Linked DNA regions of Gossypium hirsutum: region 2 is linked to region 1. A link is a contact called in public Hi-C data. All regions are on one chromosome and are shown on one strand. Each heading gives the region's core, a stretch centred on a gene start, on an enhancer-like site or on the middle of the called end of the contact. The rest is flanking DNA. Distances are from core to core; before and after follow the strand shown.

Region 1 (7,682 bases), core at 3,421-5,920:
CGCGAACTTGAACTCGATGCCATGAAGTGTTGAGAATACCTCTTAGGTTCCAAATATCTTGCACGTTTTCAGGTTGCACATTTGCAGCCGAATCCACCTGCGAACCAATGAAAAGATATGAATGGGCAATGGAAGAACTGAGATGGGACAACGGAACTCTGTGGTGCCACAGGCCAATTATAACTAAGATCCTAGGGTTCTACTAATATAACTCTAATGTCACAAAAGTTTCACGGAGATATGATAAGGATTATATGTTGCCTAAGTTTGTTAGGTCTAACAGCTATGAAGTTCTTCATTGGAAGGGCCTGTTTCCGTCCCGGAAAGGGTTCAAGAGATGCCGTTGAAAAATGGCCACTTGGGCTGACATAGATTTACAAGAGCCACAGGTGGAACATATAACTAATGCTCGTATATTAATCATTGCATTCCAAATTCTAACAGCATGAAAATGAAACAGAAAGAAATGTACCGCTTTGGCAACGATCTCAGTACTGTATGGGATATCAACTGTGACCTCAAAAAGCACCCATGCCCATTTGTCACTGCTTACATGATCTGCTATGTAAGGGGCACCGGTTTTCTGAGATCTAGATGCTTCCAACCAGGTTTTACCGCCATCAATAGATATATCAACTCTCTCGATTCCTCGGCCCCCTCCTGATACTGCATATCCACTAATTGTTACCTGCATAACATTTGACAGCACAAAATCTAAGTAACTGTGAGTAGCATTCACTTTGCAGGGGAACCCTGGAGAACAAGGTTTAATATAACAGTAAAGGGTTCATTGATTGAGACTAAACTTGCACATGAGGTCGAGGTTTACTTCTTTTTGGTCAAAATCTAGGTTGACTTTGGAGACAAAAGGAGTACACCCAAGCCAATTGGTCCAAATTTAGAACAAAGGAAAAACTTGCTCCTACCAGATATGTGTGGATCATAATAGTCAGAGTCCCTCACAATTTGACAAAACTTCATCATGATAGTCTCAGTGTCTCACAATATGACAAAACTTCAATTAATAAGTATGATCAGATATAATCGTTCGGGTTTTTTAACTCCACAAGCAGGGTCATATGATTACCATGCCTATTTAATTATAGATAATTGATTATTTTTTAAGTGTATAAATGCAGACAGCAACAGTTTAAAGCCACTTGTGCAGTTAAAAAGCTCTATTGCCGGTGTATTGGACCATTATCTCAAGTATAAACAAGAAATAACCTTTATAGAGTTGACTGTAATTCTAAAAATCATGCAGGCCAGATGAAATATGACTGAATAAAGGCTAGTAAATCTCATAATGACAGGATTATAATCATGTTTACATACACCATTATAGAGCAATTATTGAAAGGAGAACTAACCTTTCCGGGTTTAATTGACTGCACATCTTCCAAAGAACAAATCACAGACTGCCAACCAACAAAGAAACTAAATATTAGTCAGGACATTCAAGCAAATTCAGTTTGTAAAAATTTCTGGCTAAAACATTAAAAAAGCCCCAAACTATACTGGTTAAAGGTCATGGATTTATGTTAACGGCTTATTTATGTATAAGTTAAAATGTAAAAACAGCTTTTCTGGATCTTTATTTTTCTGTTAACACATTGTTTCCATACTGCAGTGCTGTCAAGGGCACAAGGCTCACTCTAGGTTCTAGAACCCTTACATTGCCTCAGACGCAAGGAGCAAAAAAAGCACTAGCTTAAGTGAAGTAAAGCGTAATATGTTTGTGTGAGTTTTTGCAAGTCTGGCTGTGTATTATGTAATATATAAAACTTAAGATATATAGTAAACTCTAAAGTGGTGTAGTTTATCTACAAAACATACAACTTTTTTATTGGTCAAAACGCATGATTTCCTTATGGTCAATGATTGTTGTTTAATGCTCAAAATTTGGAGAGTTTGATAAAATCCCTTTCTTACTTGTAAATGCATATCAAATGAAAACAGTGAAAAATAAAAGAAACTAAGTGCAATTCAATCAAGCAGGCCTTTTTTTAGTTCTTATCGCCTTACAAAAAAGCATACCTAAGTGCACCAGGCATGTGCCTAATCAAAAGGGCAAACTAGAAAACTTAGACTAAAGGTGTTAAATACCCTTCCTTGAAGCTATTCGCATGCAATATACATATAAGATTAGACTAATCAAATCAAAATCAAGTAACACCTGAACTGGGAAATCCATTTGTGGCCTCCTTGTAGACCAATTGATGTTATCCCAATCAACAGAGGGCGGAAACATCTTGTAATCTTTTTGCATGAAGAAGCCCTAGAAGGTAGTAAAAGGAACTCAATCAGATAACAAAGCGGAAAATGATAAAATTGATTTAATATAAAGAAACCTCTCTTCTACCTGGCATTCTTCAGCTATTATGTTGATAGAATCAAGCCACTTGACAGAACGTGCACCTATAACACCTGGCACAATTACTCTCAATGGATAACCATGATCCCTGTTGAGAGGCTTTAGCATGATAACAAGACACTTCCCCGTGTTAGAGAAACAAACTGAGCCATTATGCTCCCAAAAACCATTCATCATGGTGAGAAAAAGAAACGTTGATGAAGCCCAACCAAATGCATACTATAGAAAAGAATATGATATGGTGAGAGCAACTTTCCTTACCTCTTCATTCATCTCATAAGCAAGTAAAACATCTGCTTCAGGGTTAGTGGCTTGACTAAGTGGAATCGATGCCTTGTATGGGCCCCCATTCTCCTCCTACATTTATTTCGAACACAAAAGGCAGAATATGAAGTGATGTTCTCCAATTGACAGGAAAAAAGTCATTGAACGGAAGAAAAGTTGACAATGAAATTCAATCGGGCACCTTACTACCTTACACTTATCAATGCTCACAAATTCCACGTGTTTTCCACCAGACTGAGTGCTACACGTCAACTTTGGTATCCCGATGAGTTCAAGTACATCAGCTAATTTGGCACCGCCCCAGACAGCTGTAAGGTCAGAAAGATGATAAACAGAATATTTTCAAAGGTCATTTCAAATGTGATTATGAATACTAAATTAACAGAACAGCATGATAAGATAAATAGATTTGAGGGTGAAATCAATAGAAAGCCTAAAGAAATAAGTTGATTCATTCATGATTTTGTACACCAACAAGTGTGTGAACAGTGAAAATGCCTATATGCATGTCTACCTATGCACGCACACATGAAATGTTAGTTTGAAAAACTATTGCAAATTGGAGATTGAGAAAGCAAACCATTCCCTATAGCAGAAACATCCCAGCCAACTCCTCTCACTTTTCGAGTTTTGCTCATGGCTGTCCTCCTATTACCTGCACACTGAATAAAACATCTAAGGCAAATCAGTGAACAAACACAACAATCTCAGTGCTACAGCATGACATATGTTGAACGAAACTTACCTGTAAAGTGGCAGTGACATTGTATTTTGGCAGCATCCTGTTAGTCATTGAAAATTCTCAATACATTGTTCGGAAAACAGACTAACGTATTGAAGAATATAATCAGAAAAGAAACTAGAGAATAAAATGAACTGTATTCATGCAAGATTAATTATCAGAAATTCCTAAAAGATACAGTTAGTTTCTTGCATGAACTGTATTCATGCAAGATTAATTATCAGAAATTCCTAAAACATACAGTTAGTTTCTTGGATTGCAATTGGCAATGCTCATCACTCACCTTACATCTCTCATATACAGCTTTTTTGGAGTTCTAATTAAACCACATATATCGACACAATATCTGCATTCCAAAACAAGCCTGGAAGTCAGTAAGGATTCCCATCAAGACAAACAAGTTTAAAAAGTTCTAATAACAGTTAGCATGGAATAAGGACAGGGTCTATAACCTATCTATGTCATCGACTAGGGGGATTGGTCCATGATTTCTCTTGTAGAACAAATCAACAGGAGTCACATAAGAGGAAGCTAAAGCAGAACGCGGCGGCTCGGCATTGAAGGGCACCTACATCAAAGATGCCAATACCAAGTGGATTACTCATTGAAAGTCCGATCAATGAACATATTCAATAGGCAAAGAAACATCTTTATTAGCAATTTGGATACCCTTTTTCTTTAATGAAATTAAATCAATCACCATAAAATATTATACAATGAATCAAGTTTACTAGGAACCTAAATACCTATTCTTTTTCACTGCTTAATATCAATACACATAAAAAGTCCTTTCTATAAATAAAATCGACATAAAAACAAATGAAATTCAATAAAGAGAGTGATTAAACAGCAAAAAAAAAAAAACACTTGCCTTGGAGTTGATTTGAAGAGAAGGATGGCGTGGGGGTTCTTGTGAATAATCAGAGGGTCCCTTTATTCCTGGCATTTCCCCTTCTTCTAGGGTTCCCTGAAAAACTCAAAAACTGAAGCTATCAAAGTTGAACCGGCAATGAAGAAACTAGAGGAAGAGACTGTGTAGGTGTGTGTCGGCTTTTTAGCTAAGTTCCAACGGATGGTTTGGTGATGACGAGACCACCATTACATAGGGAAAGAGGGCAATCATTCACCGTCCATCTGCAAGTAGGACCCACTTCAACGATGAAGATAAAATCTTTGATTATTTTAATTTTATAAAAACGCCAACGATGGAGACAAACTCTATTTTATGGGTTGGTTTTGTGGTGTTTAATTTACGAGTCTTCATGGAATCCACATAGTTGACGACGATATCCACAAAGCGTTTTTATCTTAGCCAAATTTTTATTGCTTTTTAATTTTCTATTATAATTTACGATTTATACTTTTTCAAATTTAATTTTTATACTATTTTTCTAAAATTTATTTCTATTAATTTATCATATTTTAATATTTAAATTTAACTGATATAATTATTAAATTTATCAATATAACGTTTTAATCATGTAATTAATAAAATGACATTGTAATAAAACAAAATTTAATAAAAAATTAATAATATAAATAATTGAATATAAATTTTAAAATCTAAAAACTAAAACAACTAAATTCATAAAAATAAAATAATAAAAATTTTAGAAAAATATAAAGAGTTAACTTTACAAGTTTGTTTATACCAACTTCACTAATCTTTTAATTCTTACTATCTCACACTAAAACGGTGGAAAGATATGAAGAATTTAGGGAATTTTTTCAAGTTTCATTTTTGTCAATCACGCAAATAATTGATTAAATTAGAATAATAAATAATATGTTATACTTTTTGGGTGAAAAATATTTAGTTAAAAATAAATTTATAAAAAAATTATATTAAATTTTGATTGAAATCGTAAAATTGTATTTTTTGAGATTTTGTTTTACTTTTAAATCTTTTTATTTCTAAATTTATTTTAAGTTTAAATAATATTTTTAATTGAAGTATGTCCGCATTTCAAAATGGAATAATGGAACGTGGGGTGGAGTAAAGTTCCAAGAATCGAATGTGAATCTTATTTGATGGCCCAAAAAGAATGTGGATCTTTTTGTGACGATAGCCACAAAGCATGTCAATTAACAAAGGCTGACACTAGGTTTTCACAATCCACTTAAATTAGCTTTTTCACTAAATAATCAGCTTTTTAAATTAAATCAACTTTTCAAACTATTTTTTTAACTTGAATTCAATGTCAAATTTTACATCCTCATTTATGTTAATTATAAATATAATTATAATTATATTATTTTTTTATAAATAACTTATATTATATTAATTTTAAAAATTATTTAAAATTTATATTTGTTAACAATGGTTATGTAAATTATTTTTTATATATTTTTGGATAAAGGGCGTAAAAAATTTTTAATTTTTTTTAAAAAAGCAATTAAGTCCTTATTTTTTTCACTCAATTGGGTACTTAAACTTTTAAAATGCATCAAAAAAGCCCTCAAAATTTTTTAAATAAAGCAATTAAGGTCCTTTTTTTTGCACTCAATTAGGTACTTGAATTGTCAATATATATCAAAAAAGCCCTTTCACTGTTAATTTTAATAGTTGACTGTTAAAGTTAACCACTCCTAATTTTTTTAAGTTAAAGCCACCACGTGTCACAACCATAGTATGACACGTGGCAAAAAAATGATAAAAATAAAAATAAATAAATTTTATTAAATTTTAATAAAAATATAATTATAAATCAGAACAAAATTATAAAAATCATAAAAATTATAAAAATTTATTAAAAGCGTAAAAAATTATAAAATATAGAAAAAAAATTATAAAATTTTATAAAGTCATAAGAAAATTATAAAAAAGGAAAGAAATATAAAATTCGTAAAAAAATATAAAAATTATCATACCAAAAGAAGAATTTTATAATTTTTCTATAACTTTTATTGGTTTTTATTTTTATCATTTTTCGCCACACGCCATGTTGTATTGCTACACATGATGGTTGTATTGCTACACATGATGGCTTTATTTGAAAAAAAAAACTGGAGGCCGTTAACTTTAACGGTCAACAGTTAAAGTTAATGGTTAAAGGGCCTTTTAATGCATTTTATATTTTTTTTTCTAATTTTTAGTAAATTTAAAATATTTTAATTTTTATTAAAATTCAATAAACTTTATTGTTTTTTATTTTCTATAAATTTTTTATCACATATCACGCAGTAGTTGTGACATGGGGTGGTTTTAACTAAAAAAAATTATGAGTAGTTAACTTTAACGGTCAACTGTTAAAGTTGATAGTCAAAGGGTTATTTTAATACATTTTGACAGATTAAGTACCTAATTGAATGCAAAAAAAAAAGTAGGCTTAATTGCTTCTTTTTTTTTTGAAAAAGTTTGAGGTCTTTTTTATACATTTTGAAAGTTCAAGTACACAATTGAGTGCAAAAAAAAAAGCAGGGGTTTAATGGCTTTTATTAAAAAAATTTTAGGGTATTTTTGATGCATTTTAAAAATTCAAGTACCCAATTGAGTGCAAAAGAAAAAAAATAGAGGGGCTTAATGGCATTTTATTTTTTGAAAAAGATTGAAGGTTTTTTTGTTGCATTTTAAAAATTATACCCAATTGAGTGGAAAAAAAAAACCAGAAGCTTAATTGCTTTTTTTTTTTAAGTTTGAGGATTTTTTACAATATTTTTTTTATAATAACTTGTATTTGTTATATTGAAATAATACCAACATGGTATTAGGGTAATAATAAAGACATGAAAAAGGAACGGTACTTTGCATTTGATTCAATTATTCCGTTAGATATGAAAGTTTATTAATTTATAAGAATTATATTTACTTGTAATTTTAATGTAAAAAATATGATTTATATATTAAAATTAAATTTTAAAAAATTAATTATATCAATCGTTTAAATGTATTTAAAAATAATATTTTATATATTATAATATTAATGATTTTAAATATCATTTAAATGTCCTTATTTTTTATTTTATAAGATTATGTCTAAACTAACTCTTTATCTTTTCACAATATATTTTATAGAAACTACTGTTTTTAAAAATACTTTTTAAATCACTTTTCAAAGAGATTTGTTATTAATCATTTAGTCATTTTATTATTATTTTTTAATGTATTTGGGTTTGAGGAATACTGTTATTTGAAATTGAGGTATTGGTTTGCTTTGAGTTTTGAATAATGAGTAAAATCATTTGAGTTTATTTTGAGAATTAAAATATTTTTAAATATATATCTATCATAGTCGATTGAGTCTTAGCTTAATTAATATTGATATTGTTGTTAATGTAGGA
Region 2 (7,682 bases), core at 3,088-5,587, 170 kb after region 1:
TTTCCATTAAATATGACATTTTGCCTAACCATATGCATCCAATCAAACATGTTAGTCACAAAAATTCATAATGCATTGATGAGCTCATCATACCATATTCCATCAAGTTTTTCTCTTTTCATTTCATATTCCTCATGTCTCATTAATCATTTTATCCTTTCCGATAGTACATTCAAAATGTACAATTCCATTATCCGTCAATTCATATCCAATAGTACCTATTAATGTACACTTTCGAGCCACGTAACATGCAGCAGAATTACCAGTCCAGGTTAAATTCTGTCTGTAACATACACTCTAAGAGCTTTGTCAGGATTACCAGTCCAGGCTAAATCCTTTCAGTGACAAAGAATTCTCTATAGAGTTTATTCTGAATTACCAGTCCAGGCTAAATCCAGTCAATTAGAATTACCAGTCCAGGCTAAATCCTAATTGAAACATATACTCGAGAGACTTATTTCGAATTACCCATCTGGGCTAAAGCCATTCTGCAACACATGCAGTTTTATCAAGGAAATCACCTTTATCCATCGGAATTCAATATTCACACGAAATTTAACCATTTTCAATAAATTTCTAACAGATACCATTTCTTCCATTGAAATTTCCATACATTTCATATATACAATCACATATAACATATTCAATGTAATATAACATTCAAAACAACACATTTCTATGCTAATTTAAGTTATACGAACTTACATCGATATTTGTTCGTAACTGAAATCTACTAATCCAAAATCTTTTCCTTTCCACGATCTAACTCTTTGTTCGATCTTTTTGGATCTATATAATTTAATTTAATCATCAATTTAACACATTTCATATTCCATTGAACTCAATTTACACCCTAGGCAAAATTACCATTTTGCCCTCATACTTTTTGTAAATTCCAATTTCGTTCCTAGGAACGGAAATGAAATTCATACAATTTAATCCTTATTTCCAGGCTACCGATTTCTTATACCATAATAGTAGCCCATGAATTTCGTAAAAATCAGAATTTTATCATGGGTTTTCATCATTTTTCAATTTAGTCCCTAAATCATGTTTTCATGTAAATTCACTTTGTAAAAGTTGTTTATCTATCAACAACCTTTTATTTTCTACCATAAACTTTTAAATTTCAGCATATTCATCCATCAAAAATTTTCAATACTTTGATATCTATTCAAATTAATTCCCCAAATAGGTAAATTAAGCTTCCCTGATCTCAAAAATACAAAAATTACTAAAAATGAGACTTGAAAACTTACCCAATTAAGCTTGAAAAGTTCCTTTTCTGTCTCCTAGGGCTTCCATAAAATTTGGGGATGAAGATGATATGAAAATAAGATGATAATTCTATTTAATTAATTATCATCTTTTAATTATTTTGTTTTCCAATTTAATCCTTAACCTTTTCTAATTTTTCCATGGATTACTCACCAAAAATATCTACATATTTTTATTCAATGGTATAATTACCAAATAAGGACCTGAAGTTTTGAATTCCATAGCTATTTAACCCATATAGCTATTAGAATTCAAATTTGGCATTTTATGCAATTGAGTCCTTTATACAATTAAGCACATAATTGATAAAATTTTCCTATCAAAATTCTCATGCAACCTTTCTATCACATTAGTAATCATTTCATAATATTAAAATATTTTATGTTTCCAGCTTGGATTTGTGGTTACAAAATCACGATTCTGACTTCACTGAAATTGGGCTATTACAATGAATGTGACACCATTTAGCTCGGACTTGACGATCGGTTTAGGTATAGGGGTGTTACAAGCACTATAATATGAAGGTTATTATTTGTCATGTGAGAAAGCTGTAAACCATAATGAGAGTCTCTTGTAGGTATTGGAGGACCCATTTTACAACCTTCCAGTGTTGTTCAGTTGGTGTATGAATGAATTAGGATAGTTTATTAACATAGTAAGATATGCTAGGCCATATGAATGATAAATACTGAAGTTTTCCAAGAACTCACCTATATTGAGTGGCATCTGTCGGTAATGAGATATCTTTGGAGAATTGTGGAAGTGCAGAACTCATAGGGGTGGAGACACCCTTACTTTCATGCAATTTAGTATACTAGAGAATGACTTCAATATATTTCCGTTGTGAGAGAACTAATGAGGTTCCTATACGAGATACCTCAACATAAAAAAAGAAGTGAAGAAAGCTAAATACTTAATTGAAAATCAAGAACTAAGAGAAGAAATCACCTGTTTGAAAAAAAGAGTCATTGTTGCGGGTTAACAAAAGAGTCGTTTCTTTACTCGTTGGAGTTTAAAAGGCTCTGGTACCATATAGAAACTTGTAGTGGAATGGAAAAATGAGCCAATCTTATTCAATTAAATGTGATGCTTAAATACAAAGTGATACATCAGAATTTTAAAGAGCTGTTAGAAATTAGGGAAGCTATTAAAAAATAAGAGTAATAACTATACTAATCCAAAATAGAGATAAAAGACCAAGTAAACAACAAACTAATAACTCATGTTTCTGAATACTAAATGTATCCAACTAGGAGGATGCCCTTTGAATTGGACCTATATCTGTTTGTACTGAGTGGAAATCTCTCTTTCAATGTGTTCTTTCTAATGAACTCTTTGTTTTATGTTTCTAATGAATACAAAAAAGAAAAAAAAATCATTATCTCTAAAACTTGGTAAATTTCGAGTATGAATTAGAAAAGAATTACAAGCGAAAATAGAATAGAAAATATGAACAAGATGATAGGTATTTATATATTCAGTTGGAGAGAGAAGCATTGTCGTAATCGTTGTAACATAAAGAGTATGACACATGGATTTCTTGTTTAATGGATTTCTTGTTTAAGTTTTATTTTTTTTCTTATATTCATGTTAGACAAATTTGACAGAAATCATCAACACTATTATTGTTGTCTTTATTTGCTCACAATCAAAACGTCCAGGGGTTAATTTACTTACTTTTTTTTAAAAGACCAATTTTTTCATGTTCGAAATGTACAAGACCCAATGGGTATTTACATCTCTATAATTTATAAAAGTATATATGGCGATTGAAAGTTTTTATTCCATTAGCAGGGTTGAGATTTTTCCACATATCTTATTTATTTTTTTAATCATCTTAAGGATACATGACAAAATCCTAACATTACTTATGGAGTTAAAACTTTCTACCATCAATATAATAAATAACTATACATATATTAATATATATTTTTAAATATATAATTTAAATATTAATATATTTAAAAATAAAATAAAAATTAACCAATTAACTAAAATAGCTTAAATAATAAATTAAAAAATACAAATATTGTTAAATATATTTAATAGTTTATTTTTTTAAAATTTTAATATATTGTTAAGAAATTAAAAATGTTTAATTTTTACTTGATTAGAATTAAAAATGTTTCAAAAATTTTAAGTGTTAATACCAACATACATGCATGTTTGTTGTACAAATTTAAAACGAAAGTTTTATTTTTAATGAATTTAAATTTATAAATTATGTATGATTGTGCTAAACACCGTAAAATTAATTTTTTTAATATATTTGGGACTAATTTTAATTTTTAATTTGTTTCATAAAATATTTTTTAAATAAAAACTTTTTTGACTAATAAATAGTTAATTTCACTATGCTAAATTAAATTTTTTATTCTAATTCATTATATGAATTTTTATTAATATAAAAATTCATAAATACTTATATTAAATATATTTTTAAAAAATTTAAATTGTAAAACTAACTACAAAAAATTAAAGTTTATTATGTTATAATGTATGCTAATTAGATTCTTATTTATAAGGATTTTTATGTTAATTAGATTTTATTATAATAAAGATTGTTTTATAGAATTGAGTTTTTTTTATTTGATGGAAAGAAAAAAAAAGACTATACCTTCGTTATATGAAATATGAATAAGTAATAAAATGATGGATATAATATTAGAAATTGTATATATCATATATATATGTATATAATAATTTAAGACATTATTTTTATAAAATAAAATATTGAATTACAAAATATATAAAATAAATTATAAAATTATAAAATAATTTAATATTTTTTAATTGATACGTACAATCAACAACGTACCGTTGGATAAGAAAACTAATATTAATATATATTTAATATATTTATATTAAGTCATTAATTCGAATATTTTATTTGGTCAAAACAATAATTCGAATATTAGTTGAAGCTTGACTGCCAAAATGAATTTATTCAGAGATTGTCCTTCCAAGAAAGCAAGCCCAAGCCCAATATTATCCTATATTTGCATCCTAAGCCCATTTTAGAAAAGAGGACTATAACCCTTAAATGTGAAAATACCCGAAAAACCCAGTTTATTTATTTATTTGTTTTCCATTTTTCTTTAACGGAAACTGAACATTAGCAGCAGTTTCCAATTGGCCGCCATTGTGGTCGGAACTGAGAAGAAGCCATAATCACTGTTTTCTCTAAGCTTATTATATAAGAAATATCGAACCCGATAAAAGAAGAAGAAGAAGAAGTTAGAACGAGCAGCCATGGAATCGTCGAGTGAGCTCGATAGGCTGCTCTTTTTCGAGCAAGCTCGTAAAATTTCCGAAGCTACTTACGCTTCCAATCCTCTCGATGCCGACGTTCGCTTCCTCCTTCTGTCGATCTTTTCTCTTCTTCTTCTTCCTCTTTTTTTCCAATTAAAATTGATATTTGGCTAATTTTTAATTTATATTTATTGTTTGCAGAACTTAACAAGATGGGCTGGAGCTTTACTTGAGTTGTCTCAGTTTCAAAGCGTTCCAGATTCACAGAAAATGATTCAAGGTTCTCATAATATATATACACATAAAATTTAATTTCATTCATTGGTAATTCAAATATTAATTTTCTTGGTTACTAAAAATTTATTGTGAACAGATGCTATTTCGAAGCTAGAGGAGGCTTTGTCGATTAACCCTAAAAAGCATGATGCTTTATGGTGTTTGGGAAATGCTCAGACTTCTTTTGCATTTTTGACTAACAAGGAAGATGAGGCCAGGCCTTACTTCGAAAAGGCAGCTCAATATTTCCAGCAAGCAGTTGATGAGGTTTTTCTGTAGTTTTGTTTGGCTAAAGTATCAATTACTGCATTTATGGATGGATCTATAGATTCATTGCTTGAATGCTCTTTTTTTTTTAACTTGGTAGCTTTGTATTTGTAGGATCCCAGCAATGAAATTTACCTGAAATCTTTGGAAATATCTGCTAAGGTAGGTCTCTCTCCATACTTGGTACGATTTATTCTTTAAATAATGCTTATATTTCATCTGATTTTTAACTTTCAATGGCCGAGTACAACATGTATTTACTTTTGGAAGTGTGAGATGGAGCATATTGATTCTATTTCATGACTGTTAGATAAATTCCTTGTGTTGTCCTTAGATGTTAAATGCGGAATAGTTTGCAAACCTTGCAGAAGATTGCTCCACCCTTTGTATTGATCCTACTGGTTAACTTGCACATTAACGTCTCTTGAAATGATTGCAACCATTCTTTTTTTTTTTTTTTGGCCGAATGCTGTGAAATTCAGATGCATATGGATATAGCTCGGTATTATATAGAAATATATCTAGTCATGGTAGTCTAGATTTTGTTTGCCTATATATCTTACACTGATAAATTTCAGAATAAATAAAACTTGAGATTTGTGGTAATAGACGCATTCTAAGGGCATATAAACATGACTACCTTAGGACAAATTAATTGTACAGAACACATTTTCTGCCTTGTTTGAAGCCAATCAGTTAAGAGGTTTCTTAAAGCCAAACTAGAGGGAGGTATTAAGTTCAAAATGTTCCATGCGCCATTTGTTCTCTGCAATCCTCCTTACCTTTGATTTCTTAATTCTTACTGTTACCTCAGGCTCCAGAGTTACACCAGGAAATCATTAAGCAAGGTTTAGGTCAACAGATGCTTGGTGCTGGACCCTCTACTTCTACTTCTACCTCCAGCTCAGCAAAGGTAGTCCTTAGAGTTTCTTCCTTTTGCATTCCATTTCTTCTTATTTTCACTTTTTTTTTCCCCTGCTTTTGACCCTATCATGTCTCTGTGGTTTACGTTGTCAAGTGCTGCTTAATTTATCATTGAGGCTTGCATGAGGCTTTGTAAAGGGCAAAGGTCACATAGTTATCTTTTTGTCTATGTTTTTCCTTGATTGACTTTTAAATTTGTTTATAGGTTCAGTGAAACAACATTTAATATTAGATCGATTGCTGATTTATTAAGGTTAATTTAGGGGACATGCAGTTATGCTTCCATGCAACATGTGGAAGTGCATGCCGAAGCTCCTTAGGAGCAGGATCCAGCTCATGGCTTTTGTCTTTTATAATGGAATTCTTGCAGCGAGAGATGAGATGTATAGGTTAGTAGTTTTAAGTCATTGGGTGATTGACGAGAAAGTCAAAATCGATTGGTTTCCCTTTATCATGATTCTTGGAATGACTTATGGTGATTGATAATTCAGCTCGTTAAAGGGAGACTGAAACCTTTCTGCCGATTGAAGAGAGATTGAAAGCTTAGGTCTCATTAAAAAGAGACCTGAATCTCTTTAAGGTTTTTGATAGAAATTCTGCTTAGCATTTTATTATTTCATAGGTCCCTTCAAATTAGGACCAATTTTATCACATAAAGAGGAAACCTATTCTTAGAAGGAAGCTAAATTCAACTGAAATAAAAGTATAATCATGAAAACTAAGGAAAGAAATAAATTCACAACCTAAGCCTTAGTTAGAGAATCGAAATTGAACTAATGTTCGACTCTAAAATAGGTTCAGCCCAAACAGGTGGGATCAATAACCACAAGCTTATGCTATACTTTTTATTTTTCTTTAATTACCAGTGCATTTAAGTTTACAAGAGCCATTATTGACATTTGGGCTTTTGAGCTTTTATTGGTGAAGGAAAACTTGAGCAAAGTGGTAATCAATTAATCACAGGATTAGAGTAGGTAGATACAAACGTGCTATGGAGGAAATGTTTGATACCAAGGCACGAGATATTATTACAATGGCAAAAGGTCTAATCATGCTTTATGTTACCATGTATTGAGTTAGAAACGACACATCTCTACCCTAAAATGAGCATGGCTGAAATGAGGAAAGCTGCAGCAGCGGAGGACAAATCAGGAGATTGTTTTTAGATGATTGAATCCTGCATAATGTAGACCTAGAATGCTTTTGTGCACGAGTGGTTTTGGTAATGAAGAGGGGTAAAAGCTTGCAAAATATCACATAAATGTAAGTAGTTTGGCAGGAAGTAACCTAACAATGTAAACATTGATCTAGTGAGATGGAGATAACGGATTTCATGTAGCTTACTTTTGCAGACTGCTGATTGAGCTGCTGGATTTTCTCAAATTCCCATCAAATGCTTTTCTTATGATGAATAAGGGGATTATTAGCTAAGAATGAGCATACGTTCAGTCACTGTTTCAACCATGTTACGATTCTCTTTCATTTGAAGTGCAAATTTGTATGCAGTGTTACTTGAAGGCCATGATCTTTTTTTTTTTTATATATATATATTATTCCTTTGTATGAATTCTCTGTTTACCTTCTTGCAGACTGCTACAAAAAATAAGAAAAGTAGTGATCTCAAATACGACATTTTCGGATGGGTAATCCTTGCTGTTGGCATTGTTGCATGGGTTTGATTTGCA

What was found. A called contact is a pair of places that touch in the nucleus more often than the background predicts.
Region 2: a Hi-C map of leaf shows a contact between it and region 1, with 3 times the contacts expected there. The contact joins the promoter of LOC107888752 here to the promoter of LOC107888858 in region 1. A contact is called at or near these places in 18 of 34 Hi-C or Micro-C datasets (anther, callus, fibers and 4 more).

Annotation. Positions count from the first base shown.
Region 1 is chrA09:16,533,055-16,540,736 of Gossypium_hirsutum_v2.1, forward strand. LOC107888858 (sulfite oxidase) reads right to left here and starts at 4,671. Exons shown (of 12, transcript XM_016813105.2): 1 at 4,273-4,671; 2 at 3,854-3,969; 3 at 3,685-3,747; 4 at 3,405-3,441; 5 at 3,240-3,321; 6 at 2,849-2,967; 7 at 2,636-2,731; 8 at 2,363-2,473; 9 at 2,177-2,278; 10 at 1,371-1,418; 11 at 473-688; 12 at 1-97. The coding sequence starts at 4,347.
Region 2 is chrA09:16,701,037-16,708,718 of Gossypium_hirsutum_v2.1, forward strand. It overlaps LOC107888752 (mitochondrial import receptor subunit TOM20), which reads left to right and starts at 4,338. Exons shown (of 6, transcript XM_016812944.2): 1 at 4,338-4,626; 2 at 4,732-4,810; 3 at 4,904-5,073; 4 at 5,188-5,235; 5 at 5,888-5,986; 6 at 7,587-7,682. The coding sequence starts at 4,531. The coding sequence ends at 7,676.